Regions from separate parts of the Mus musculus genome. Here region 2 is linked to region 1. The links are chromatin contacts, called in public Hi-C maps. All regions are on one chromosome and are shown on one strand. Each heading gives the region's core, a stretch centred on a gene start, on an enhancer-like site or on the middle of the called end of the contact. The rest is flanking DNA. Distances are from core to core; before and after follow the strand shown.

Region 1 (5,313 bases), core at 1,178-3,677:
AGTAACACATCTGTCCAGGTAAACCCAGCCTTGCTGAACGTCAATCTCAGCACTTGGGAGGCAGAGGTGAGAGTTTGAGGCCAGTCTGATCTATAGAGCAAGTTCCAGGATAGCTTGGGCTACACTGAAAAAACACTGTCTTGAAAAACAAAACAAAACAAAACAAAACAAAACAAAACAAAACAAAACACCAAAAACCAAAAAAGAAAAAAAAAAACAGGAAAAGAAAAGAAAAAAATCAAAATAAAACAAAGCCAAAAACAAAGCAAAAAAAAAAACCACCCAGCAAAAAACCAAACCGCCTAGCCTCAAGACATGTGTGGTTGAATGTTTTTCACTTCTAGTCGCTAAGCAAGTGTGTGTTTTTACACAATGCCCTCTGTGGTGAGTGGCGGATTCCCCTGAGAGTTCACCAAATGATAGGCTTTCACAATGCTCCCGGGTGTCTACCAGACCCAGCAAAGTATTGATGTGGTTTTGGGGTGAAAGTCACTCTGTCTTGTGCAATAGTTAGAATCTGCTGAAACCAGCAGTGTTCCTATATGGGACAGGGGTCCAGAGCTAACCCGGAGGCTATAACTGAGCAGAGGTGAAGACCACGAGGCATTGGGGAGCGTATGCCCTTTGTGGTCAGAGAGATCTAGCTTCGTGCCTTGGGTCTGTGTCTCTCCCTCTTACTGGCTTCTGGCTTCTTCATTAAGTGGGAGACAACCACAGGTATCTGTATGGGAAGACTCGACTACCCCTTGACTCAACATTGCTTGTTACTTACTTTGTACAAGATACTACTTAGTCTAGGGGTTATGGAGCATAACCTCAAGTAGGTAAAGCCCCTGCTCCAGCGTGTTTGCATTCCAGTAAGAAGCGAAAGACAGTAACACACATACAAAATAAGTAAGAAAATGCAACAACAGCAACAACAACAACACACACACACAAAGTAAGCAAAACGCTAAGGGAAAGATAGAGAGTGATACAGCTTTGAGTTGCTGTAGTTCTTCTCTCTCCTTTGCTTCATACAGTTTGCTTGGGAAGTGTCCAGGGCCATGGGGTCACAACTAACAGCCCTTGGAAATGAGCTTGTGTCCTTAATCTTCATGACCTAACGTGATTTCTCTAGAAACATCAGTGCATTAACAGGAAGACAAGATGGAAGATCATATTTTGGCTCTCCTTCCTTGGTGGGTTGACACTGCTGGTCCTATCCACTAGTAAAAGCATGACTCTTAGGCTCTGTGTGGCCAGTGGAAGGTGGCAGTTGGAGGAAGCAGATGCTTGGCCAGCCTTTGCCTGGGAGCAGTCTAGCTCTGAGTGTCTTATTGGAGCAGCTGCTGGCATCCAGAGTTCTTTTTGGATTCACGATTTAATTCAAAAGCTTTGTGCTCCCGAGAATCAGCTCTGGTCTTTCAAAAATAAGATGTGAGTCCGCCGAGAGGCTCCCAAGGTATTGCCTTGCCAACTGCAAGCCTTTTAGGAGCAGTTTAGTGAGTGGTGACTGCTAGTTGCAGTTGGCTGTTAGCCCAGAGCTAATAATAGATAGAAAAGGTATATACTTAAGGAGTCTGGAAACTGAGGTTTATCTACTCACAGAAAATGAGTTTCTAAAAAACTAGCTTGAAACTTACCCAGAAAAATCTTAGAACATGGTTCTCCAATGTCAAGGTAAGTGTTCTGTGACACTGGGCTTGAATTATGTAGGGACCACAGATTTTAGAATTTGGACCCCTGAACTTGCTTCACACCCCACCAGGAACCTTCCTGTACAACAGCCCTCAGAATTCATCTACATGGTCTTTTCTCAGTATGGGATCCGGTCTAGCAAGTGGAGCACACCTTCTATTGCTTAAAGATTTGTTTATGTATATGGGTATTTTGGCTGCATGCATATTTGCACACCAAAAGAAGGCAGCGGATCCCATGGAATTACTGTGGGTGCTGGGAATTGAACTCAGGACCTCTGGAAGAATAGCCAGTGCTCTTAACCACTGAGCCATGCCTGCAGTCCATCTATTTTTTATTCTAGTACAGCCCCTCTTCATTCTTACTGAAATAGTAATGCCTGAACCACACAGCTTCACATTTAGTTACAAAGAAAGAGTGGGAGTATCATGTGACAATTAGTGTTGTTGACTCTCCAGGACAAACTTATGGGAAAGGGAGGTCTCCTGACCCCTGAACAATCATTTTACTTGAGGATAATTTTCATTGCACTCAGAAACATGCTGAATTATTGTCCTTACCCTTGCCCCATCTCTTGCTCTGGTAGAGAATGGCCAAAGCCTGGAAACAGGATGGCTTGACAGAAGCTCTACTTGGCTTCCCAGACCCAAGCTGGATTAAACCAGGTTCCCTAAGGAGTCTTAAGGCAGCTGCCAGGAGCAAGGGGCCCACTCATTGGCTATTGGCCTTGACTGGGTTGGCCAATGGTAAGCTGGGGTCTGCCTGTCCCCATGAGTACCAGACTAATGAGACCTGGCCACTTTCTCCTCATTTCTGTCTGTACGATTGTCAGTGGATCTGACGACACCAAAAGGTAAGAACAATTCTATATTCTCGGCTGGCTGGGTATGAATGCAGAATCCCACTTGGGCTGTGTTCAGATTTTGCTCTCTGCAGCAGTGTGAAGGTAGATGTTGAGAAAACTCAGGCCTTGGAAACATGGTTGGGGCAGATAAGCTTTGGGGCTTTTCTTTAACTCTTCAAAGCTCTAAGAAAGAAACAATAACCTTTCGGTCCACAAGCTTGAGCCTAACCGGAAGTTTGCCCTGTTCATTTGATGGCAGGATGCCCACTGCAAAAAGAACCTGGAGATAGTGAGGTAGGAGGGTCGATCCACAGATGAGACTCTGTTGGAAAGTGGGATCTGTTGCTTCTCGGCTTTAAGAGTTACAGTGACAGGAGAAGCAGGCAGAGAGGGCAGCCCGAGGAAGTCCAGTTGAGGTCAGACTGTAGGATCTGTCTCTATCACTTAGTTCTACTGAGCAGATATGCACGGAGCATGCGCTGTAGAACACTTTGTCAGGGCTGTGAGTGAAAACATGGGTGTGCTCGGAGGAGTTGGGGACATCTGTCTGCATAGAGACATTTTAGGGGATTGGGTGACACAAAGTGGTGAGAACCTGGAAAATAGTGGCAATCTGGACAGAAAGCCTCATTTTGAAAGATATTTTCTGACAGAGGCACTGCACCTGCTTTGTCGTTGTTAAACCTAATTCTTGCTCCATGAACACAGCATCGGAACCATGGAGGTAGAGGAGATGAAGGAGGGAGGGGTTTGGAAGTCAAGGCAGCCTCTTGTGTGTCATGATACGTAAGTCCCTCGTCTGAAGAAATTTTGTTTTTGAGACTGGGTGTCACTATATATTCCTGACTGGCTTGGAATTTATAAAGACCAGGCCATCACTGAACTCACAGGGATCCACCTGCCTCCCTGGCTCCCAAGTGCAGGGAGCAAGTGCATGCTGAGAATGGGTTCTGAATCAAGCCTCACAAGAGGAGCCACCTCACTCCCCCTGTGATGTCATTCAAAAGGATGGCAGAGAATTTGATCAGAGTCATTCTGTGGACAAGAGGGCAGGTGGAGCAGGCCAGAGGGGCGTGAGAGTGCATCTTGGTTCTTGGAGCAGTTTGGTTCCCAAGGCTTAGTGAGAAATCCTTGATGCCTCTCTCCCTGTGTTTCGAGGAATCTTACAAGGCACAGGGCTTGCTTCTAGCCTTGTGTGTGTGATCCTGTGTGCATGTGTATGTGGAAGCCAGAGGGGTCTCTCCATATGAGGTGTCTTTCTTAATCTCTGCCTTATTTTTTTGAGACAAGGTCTCTCAGAACCTGGAGCGTGACGAAGAAGGCCAGACTGAGGTCATTGATCTCTAGGGATATTCTTGTCTCTGTCATCCCCTACCCCAGTGTCAGGGTTAAAGGTGACAGCTTTTGACATGAATTCTAGGGATCTAAATTCAGGTCCTCATGCATCTGCAGAAAGCACTAATCAACACAGCCATCTCCCAAGCACTTAAAATTTTATTTGTGCAAGTGCGTGCGTGCTTGCGTGCATGCGTGTGTGTGTGTGTGTGTGTGTGTGTGTGTGTGTGTGTGTGTATTAGTGCTTTCTTGAGAGAGAATGTGCAAGCACACACAAGAGTCTAATGTGTGCAGACACGCTCATTCTATGGCAGGCACATGGAGGTGAGAGGGTAACTTTTGGGAGTCGTCCCTTTCCTCCTCTCTTGTTTCTTCTGCTCGTCCACCCACCGTCAGCCTCAGGAGACTGTGATCGCCACCGCATCTTGCTTTTTATGGGAGATCCAGGGGTTGAATTCAGGCTGTCATCCTTGCCCAGGAAGTGCGTTCTCCTTAGCCCTCATTTTTGTCATTTTCCAAGGAGGTTACAGAGATAAACATTCCAGCTGCTTGTCAACTCAGAGGACCGGTAGTCCCCATGTGCTCTGCTAAAGTCAGGAGGTGCTATCTTTTGGAAAGCAAAGGCTTCAATCAGGAGCTCGCCCTACAAGCTTCATGGAGGGATGCTCTGCTTTGCTGGTTTCTTGAGAGTGTACAAGTGTGTGCACACATATATACCGGACATGAGAATGCTACCGACTTTCCAAAGGCTGAGTGACACCTTCCAGATAATCTTAGGAGCTAGACAGAGGTGCCTGAGCTCCTGGCACAGCCATTTATGATTGGGTTGTGCCATTGTGAAATTACAAATATTAACTTAATTTTTATCTGGTTTTGCTTGTTTATTGTGTGCTTCTGAGGTTTGAGCTTAGGGCTTCATACACATTGGGCAAATGCCCCTCCACTGAGCTCTACCCTCGGGTACCACTTCATGAGTGAAGGTGAAAACAACCAACAGGCCAGGTGTCCAGCACACAGAGCGCTTCCATGAGGATGTAGGAAATGCACTCAGTCTTTCTGTTTCTACAAGCAAGGATGGGAGGTCCTGGAGTTGCTTTTGGCTCTGGCATTTCTCTGTGTTTTGTTGTCTTTACTGGCTGGGGGCGTTGACCTCTTCTCTCTCTCCTTGTAGCCTAATCTCTGCCAGTCCCAGAGGAAACTCCAGTCTTGAATTTCACAAGATTCTGGATGTTGGTGCTAAAATGCCAGCAGGTCAAAGAGGAATTTCACATCCCCTTCACTATACAGTGGTCCTGAAACATGCAGCCATCCCTCTGCATAACTCATGTGTGGTTTGCTAGGAAGGCCAGTGGGTCATTGGATGACATGTTCATTTTTTAAACATTTTGAGACAGGGTTTCTCTGTATAACAAATAGCAGAGCTCTCTCTATCGACCAGGCTGGCCTCAAAGTCA
Region 2 (5,313 bases), core at 1,849-4,348, 49 kb after region 1:
CCAATATTATTTTTCTCTTGTTTCAGTGTTTTTTGTTGTAGAGGTCTCTCACTTCCTTAGTTAGCTTTACTCCTAGGTAGTTTTTTTGATTTAGCTACTGTGAATGGGGTATTTTACTAATTTATTTCTCAGTAGGTTTGTTGATTACATAGAAAATCCATTTATTTATTTATTTGTTTGTTTATTGTGTGTTTGTTTGCCTGCATGTGTATATGTGTACCACAGGTATATGTGTGCCTGGTGCCTACAGAGTCCAGAAGAGGACTGGAATTGGAGTTGAAAATGGTATGAGTCTCCATATGAGTGCTAGGACCTGAACCTGCATCCTCAGCAAGAACAAGTGCTCTCGACTGCTGAGCCATCTATAGCTCCTCTTGTATCTTTTAGTATGTTGATTTTTTTTGTATCTGCAATTTTATTGAAAGTGTCTACCACATCTAAACTATTTCTGGTGGAGTCCGCAGGGTCTTTTCTATTCAGAACATATCACTGAGCTATAAGGATAAGCGTCTTTCTTTTCTATTGGTGTCCCTTTCATATCTGTTGCCTGTCTTATGGGTTGAGCTAAGATTTTAAACACTATGTTGTAAGCGTGGAGAGGACAGACACCTTTTTTTCACCCCAGATTGTTTTGAAAATGCTTTCAGTTTTCCTCACACTAAGTATAACATTGGAATAGATTTGTCACATATAATCTTTATTATTTTGAGTTGTGTTCAACCTGTCCTTAATCTCTTTCAGGACTTATTAATGAAGGGATGTTGAAGTTTATCAAATACCCTTTTCTGTATCTTTCAAGATGATGATGATGTAAGTTTTGTCCTTGAGTTTATTTCTATATAATTGATTTGCGAATGTTGAATGAATCTCCCCTTACTGAGATGAAATTAACCTGTTCATGGCGTATGATCTTGATTTCTCTCGAATTCAATTTGCAAGTATTTTGTTGAGAACTCTTGCATCTATCTGAACCTTACATTCCTTAGCAATTACTGCTTCACTGGAAAAAAAAAGCAGAGAGAAAATTAAAATGTTTCATTTATTTAAAATATCAGAAAGTGATATTTAAAATTTCATTTAGAATAACAAGCAAATAACCTATGGATATACCTCAAGGCCTTGGAAAAACAAGAAAAATCCAAACCCCAAAACAATAGGCATCAGGAAGCAGCAATGATCAGGGTAAGATGACTGAAATGGAGACAGTGCAAAGACAATGCAGAAAGGTTTTTTGGTTTTGTCTTTTTGCTTTTTGTTTGTTTAGTTTTTTTAAAAGAAAAATCAAATAAGATTGACAAACACATGGCTAAACTAATAAAAAGACCCAAATTAATACAATTAGAGGTGAAGGGGGCCAGTCTATTGATTCTAATACAATATGGAGAATCATGAGGATATATCCCAAAGCTTATATTCCCAGACACTGTACAGTATAAAAGAAATAGACTGATTAATTCCTAGACACATATGATCTATAACAATTACATTAAAAAGATAAAACCAGACAAACAGATCCTTAATGATCAATGAGATTGAACAGTCATGGGAAGTCTTCCAACAGCGACTGTGCAATTCTACCAAACCTTTCTCTTCCCCGAAGAGAGTAGCAATGAAAAACATAACATAATAAGGGATGTGCAGAACAAGCTCATGGCTGCTAGACTAAATGAGGAGACTACTCCTTGAAAACCTGGAAGAAAGGCTGCCCCCACTTCACTCTTGTACAATTTAGTACTTGAAGTCTTAGCTAGGACAGTGTGTGTGTGTGTGTGTGTGTGTGAGAGAGAGAGAGAGAGAGAGAGAGAGAGAGAGAGAGAGAGAGAGAAGGAGGGAGGGAGGGAGGGAGGGAGAGGGAGGAAGGGAGAGAGAAACAAAAAGAGACAAATAGGAAAGTAAGAAGTCAAATTACTCATATTTGCAAATTATGTAAGCCTATAGTTAAAAAAGAAAACAAAAACAAAACAAAACAAAAAAGCAAACAAAAAACCCCAACTCTATGAGAAAACTCTCAGGCCTGCTAGCTACTTTCAGCAAAGTAAGAGGGTACAAAAATCTAGTTAGCAAGCTCAGTAGTTTTTCCATATGTCAATAATAGACATTTCAAGAAAGAAATCAGAAAAATTCCCATCCACAAGAGGTTAAAGTAAAGAATAAGCCTAACTGTGGAGGTAAAATGAAAACTGTTTACAATGAAACTTTATGATATAGAAAAAAATAAATAGAAAAAGCACACAGGCTGAGTGGTGGTGGTGCACACCTTTGATCCCAGTATTGGGAAGCAGAGGCAGGTGGATCTCTGTGAGTTCAGGTCCAGCCTGGTCTATAGAGAGAGTTCCAGGACAGCTAAGGCTATACAGAAAAAAAAAAAAAAAAACCTTTCTCAACAAACAAAACAAAACAAGCCAAAAAAAAAAAAAAACCCCAAAAAACAAAACCAGGCAGACAAACAAACAAACAAACAAAAAAACAAAAAACGTTAAAAAATAGAAGGCTTTCCTAGCTCTTGAATGGCCAGAATTGATCTGACATTGTGAAAATGGTTTTATGACTGAAAGTTATCTAAAGACTCCGTGCAATCCTAATGATGCTCCTCCCATAACTAGAAGTAATAATTTTACAATTAAGGATCTTAAAGAGCCACAGAAACCCTTAACAGAAAGAACAACGCTAGAGTCAACAAGATACCTGATATCAAATCACACTACTCAGCCATCATAATAAAATCAGCATTGTAGTGGCACACAACAATCTCAAATATATAAACCAAATCAAGCGACCCAGGGAAACAGCTCATGCCGCGGTAGCCACTCTATGTCTCTCTTTGCTGTGACAAAAATACGCTTGGCAAAGCAGCTTAAGGAAGGGTTAGCTTGGGCTTAGCGTTTGAGGGAGCAGGCCGTCATGGCAGGTAAGTCTTGAGAGCAGGCATGGGAAACAGTTGTTCGATTTGAATCTGCAGTCAGTAAGCAAAGAAAGATAAAGACTGATGTTTAGCATGCTTCCTCTTTTGTATTCTCAGTGATGAAAGAAGTAACTGTGGGCTTGTTGCGCCAACAAACCTGACTGTGTGGGTTCTTGGTCTTTGGAACTGGTTGGTGGAGTGAATGTGAAAGAGTTTGGAGCTACACACAGGAAAAGCTCCAGAGTGCTGGGTGGGTCGTATAAGGTGATGATCCGGTTGTGAGTTTTGAAGACCAGAATGCAGAGAGAAATGTGGAGAGTGAACGCCAGGATCAGAAAGTTTCAGAAAAGAACAGGGAACTTAGATCAAAGCCATTATTATGCTATTTTGGCAAATAATTCTGGTTTGTATTCTGCCACATTAAAAAAAAAACTTGAATGAGGCTGAGTATCAAGAAACGCAATAAATTGTTTGACAGAGACAAGACAGCACAGCATTTACGGTTACTGATCACCGCACTTAGTGAGAACTGTAGCGAAAATTCAAAGCAGAAAGATGTGAAAGTTTGTGGGTTGACAAAGACGATTGTGACTGAAGTGAAGTGTCAAGATGGGGTGAACAAGATTCTCATGGACAGAGGCACTATAATTGTGATTAACACAACTGGGCAGAAACCAGTACAGGCAAGACCATATCCATTGCCAACCACTGAAAACTCCAGGGTGTAACCATGCCCACACACTCAAAACCTTTTCCTGGAAAAAGTGAATAAGCAGGGATAGCTTTCAGGACATTCTGAGCCAGCAGGGCTGCATCAAGAAATATATCCCAGGCCCTGGCTGCCCCAATTAAACATTAGTTAAATTCCACTAAATTCCCCCCCCTCTCTCTGTTCAAGGTTCATTTGGTGTTTTCATTGGCTTGACCATTTAGGTAGTTGTTTGTATCATCCATTTGTAGATATTACTTTTTACAGAATATTGCAATGTACACCACAGAGACATATAATACACAAAATGACATCCTTTAGAGCAGTTATGAACAGGAGATGCATAATGCATTTACACACTGGAGCTGGGATGTGACTAATTGGGAACTCATTGGCTTAGGCATGTTTGGCCAGGGTTTGCAGCACAGCGACACAACCAGGCTCACGGGATAATTGAAGCCTGCACACAGTTGGCAGTGTGACTTGGGGACAGTGGGACTGTCACAGTAACCAGGTTACCGCTACACAAGTACCACTGTAGCGTCAAGGTAAAGTAATAGGAACTGAGGTTTTCCGCAGGCTACCTTAAAAGCTGTGAGAAGTGAGGTTTTCTCTGGGCCACCTTAACACAACCGCACTAACCACAGCTCAGAGGAGGAGACAGTGTGTGGTCTCCATAGAGATCCTGCTGCAACCTAGACAGTGAAGTGCTAGGATTGCTGTCTGGATCCCCCAGAGCATAGCTTCACTCTTCTTCAGGTGGGCCTCCTCTTCAGGAGTCACCATCACAACATCCAAGATTCCATTTAGTCCTAGGATAGAGGGCGCTGAGAAAGACCGCATTCTTTACTCCATAGAGACCCTTAATCATGGTGGAAATAGAAGGCACCTGTCTAGGATTCTTCCTTTTGCTCTTGGCCAAGTCTGCTACAGAGAGTCCAGTGGCCCAGCACATACATAACCTTTCAGTTTGATCGCCTCATAGGCACTGTCAGCCACCTGTTTGTGCCCACTCCTTCCACTGCTCCTTGTCTGCAGCAATGCCGAGTCCAGGGAGACACAGGCAACATTCATGCCACTCCACGCAGGCACAGCAGAGGGTCCATGTTTCCCTAGAACTCATCCATAACAGCCCACCGGATGAACTTCCAGCCTTTGTCCCATCAGGTAATGGGACCCAGCTGAATTCCGACTGTGACCACTTCTGATAACTCAGTTTTAAGGAAAGGCACTTATTTTCCAAGCCACATAAGTCAAGAAATACCCTGGGTTTGAAGCTACAAGCAGCTTGCAGTTTGGATTGTAGTTCACAACGTTGGCAATGAAGAACTTGAAGAGGTTCATGTTTTGTTGGACCAAGTTGAGCTGGCTCTCTCCCTTATTCTGATGCCCCATCCCCCATGCTTACTCTCACCCTTAGCCCCCCATACCCCTACCTCTCCACCCCCATCCATATTGTGACAATGACCACTTGGAGTTTGCAGTCACATTAAAGTCTTTGCAAGAGTCTATTTTCCGTGTTCTGCAAAAAGGCTGCAAAGTTGGACATCCATCATCTCTCTCTTTATTTTGTCTTCCATGACATCAACGAGGGCAAGCTCACCTGCCAAATCCTTCATTAAGATACTGATGGCACAAGGCATGCCAACAGCGTAGACCCCAACAATATATGTATAATCTTGTTGGGGGGGGAGCAGGGTGG

Evidence for each region. Hi-C and Micro-C count contacts between places; a contact is called where the count stands out from the background.
Region 2: a contact with region 1 is called in a Hi-C map of liver, with 4 times the contacts expected there. The contact joins the enhancer-like site here to the promoter of Adipoq in region 1. A contact is called at or near these places in 5 of 39 promoter capture datasets (epiblast stem cells, liver, macrophages and 1 more), 1 of 15 datasets of contacts at CTCF or cohesin (the NIH/3T3 cell line), 13 of 484 Hi-C or Micro-C datasets (the CH12 cell line, the HPC-7 cell line, bone marrow-derived dendritic cells and 5 more), 4 of 115 datasets of contacts at active chromatin or transcription factors (the SCID.adh cell line, embryonic fibroblasts, embryonic stem cells and 1 more) and 1 of 9 other capture datasets (adipose tissue).

What each region holds. Positions count from the first base shown.
Region 1 is chr16:23,144,109-23,149,421 of GRCm38.p6, forward strand. Adipoq (adiponectin, C1Q and collagen domain containing) reads left to right here and starts at 2,428. Exons shown (of 3, transcript NM_009605.5): 1 at 2,428-2,533. RefSeq lists an enhancer at 279-441.
Region 2 is chr16:23,192,758-23,198,070 of GRCm38.p6, forward strand. C730014E05Rik (RIKEN cDNA C730014E05 gene) reads left to right here. Exons shown (of 3, transcript NR_155420.1): 2 at 742-810. It also overlaps the pseudogene Gm15746. Among named protein-coding and RNA genes, the nearest start is that of C730014E05Rik, 20 kb to the left of the region's middle. Within about 2 kb of position 3,099, at least 26 of the 459 cell types and tissues checked have an H3K27ac peak or open chromatin away from gene starts, as enhancers often do. A contact at or near this core is called in liver, where this site is marked.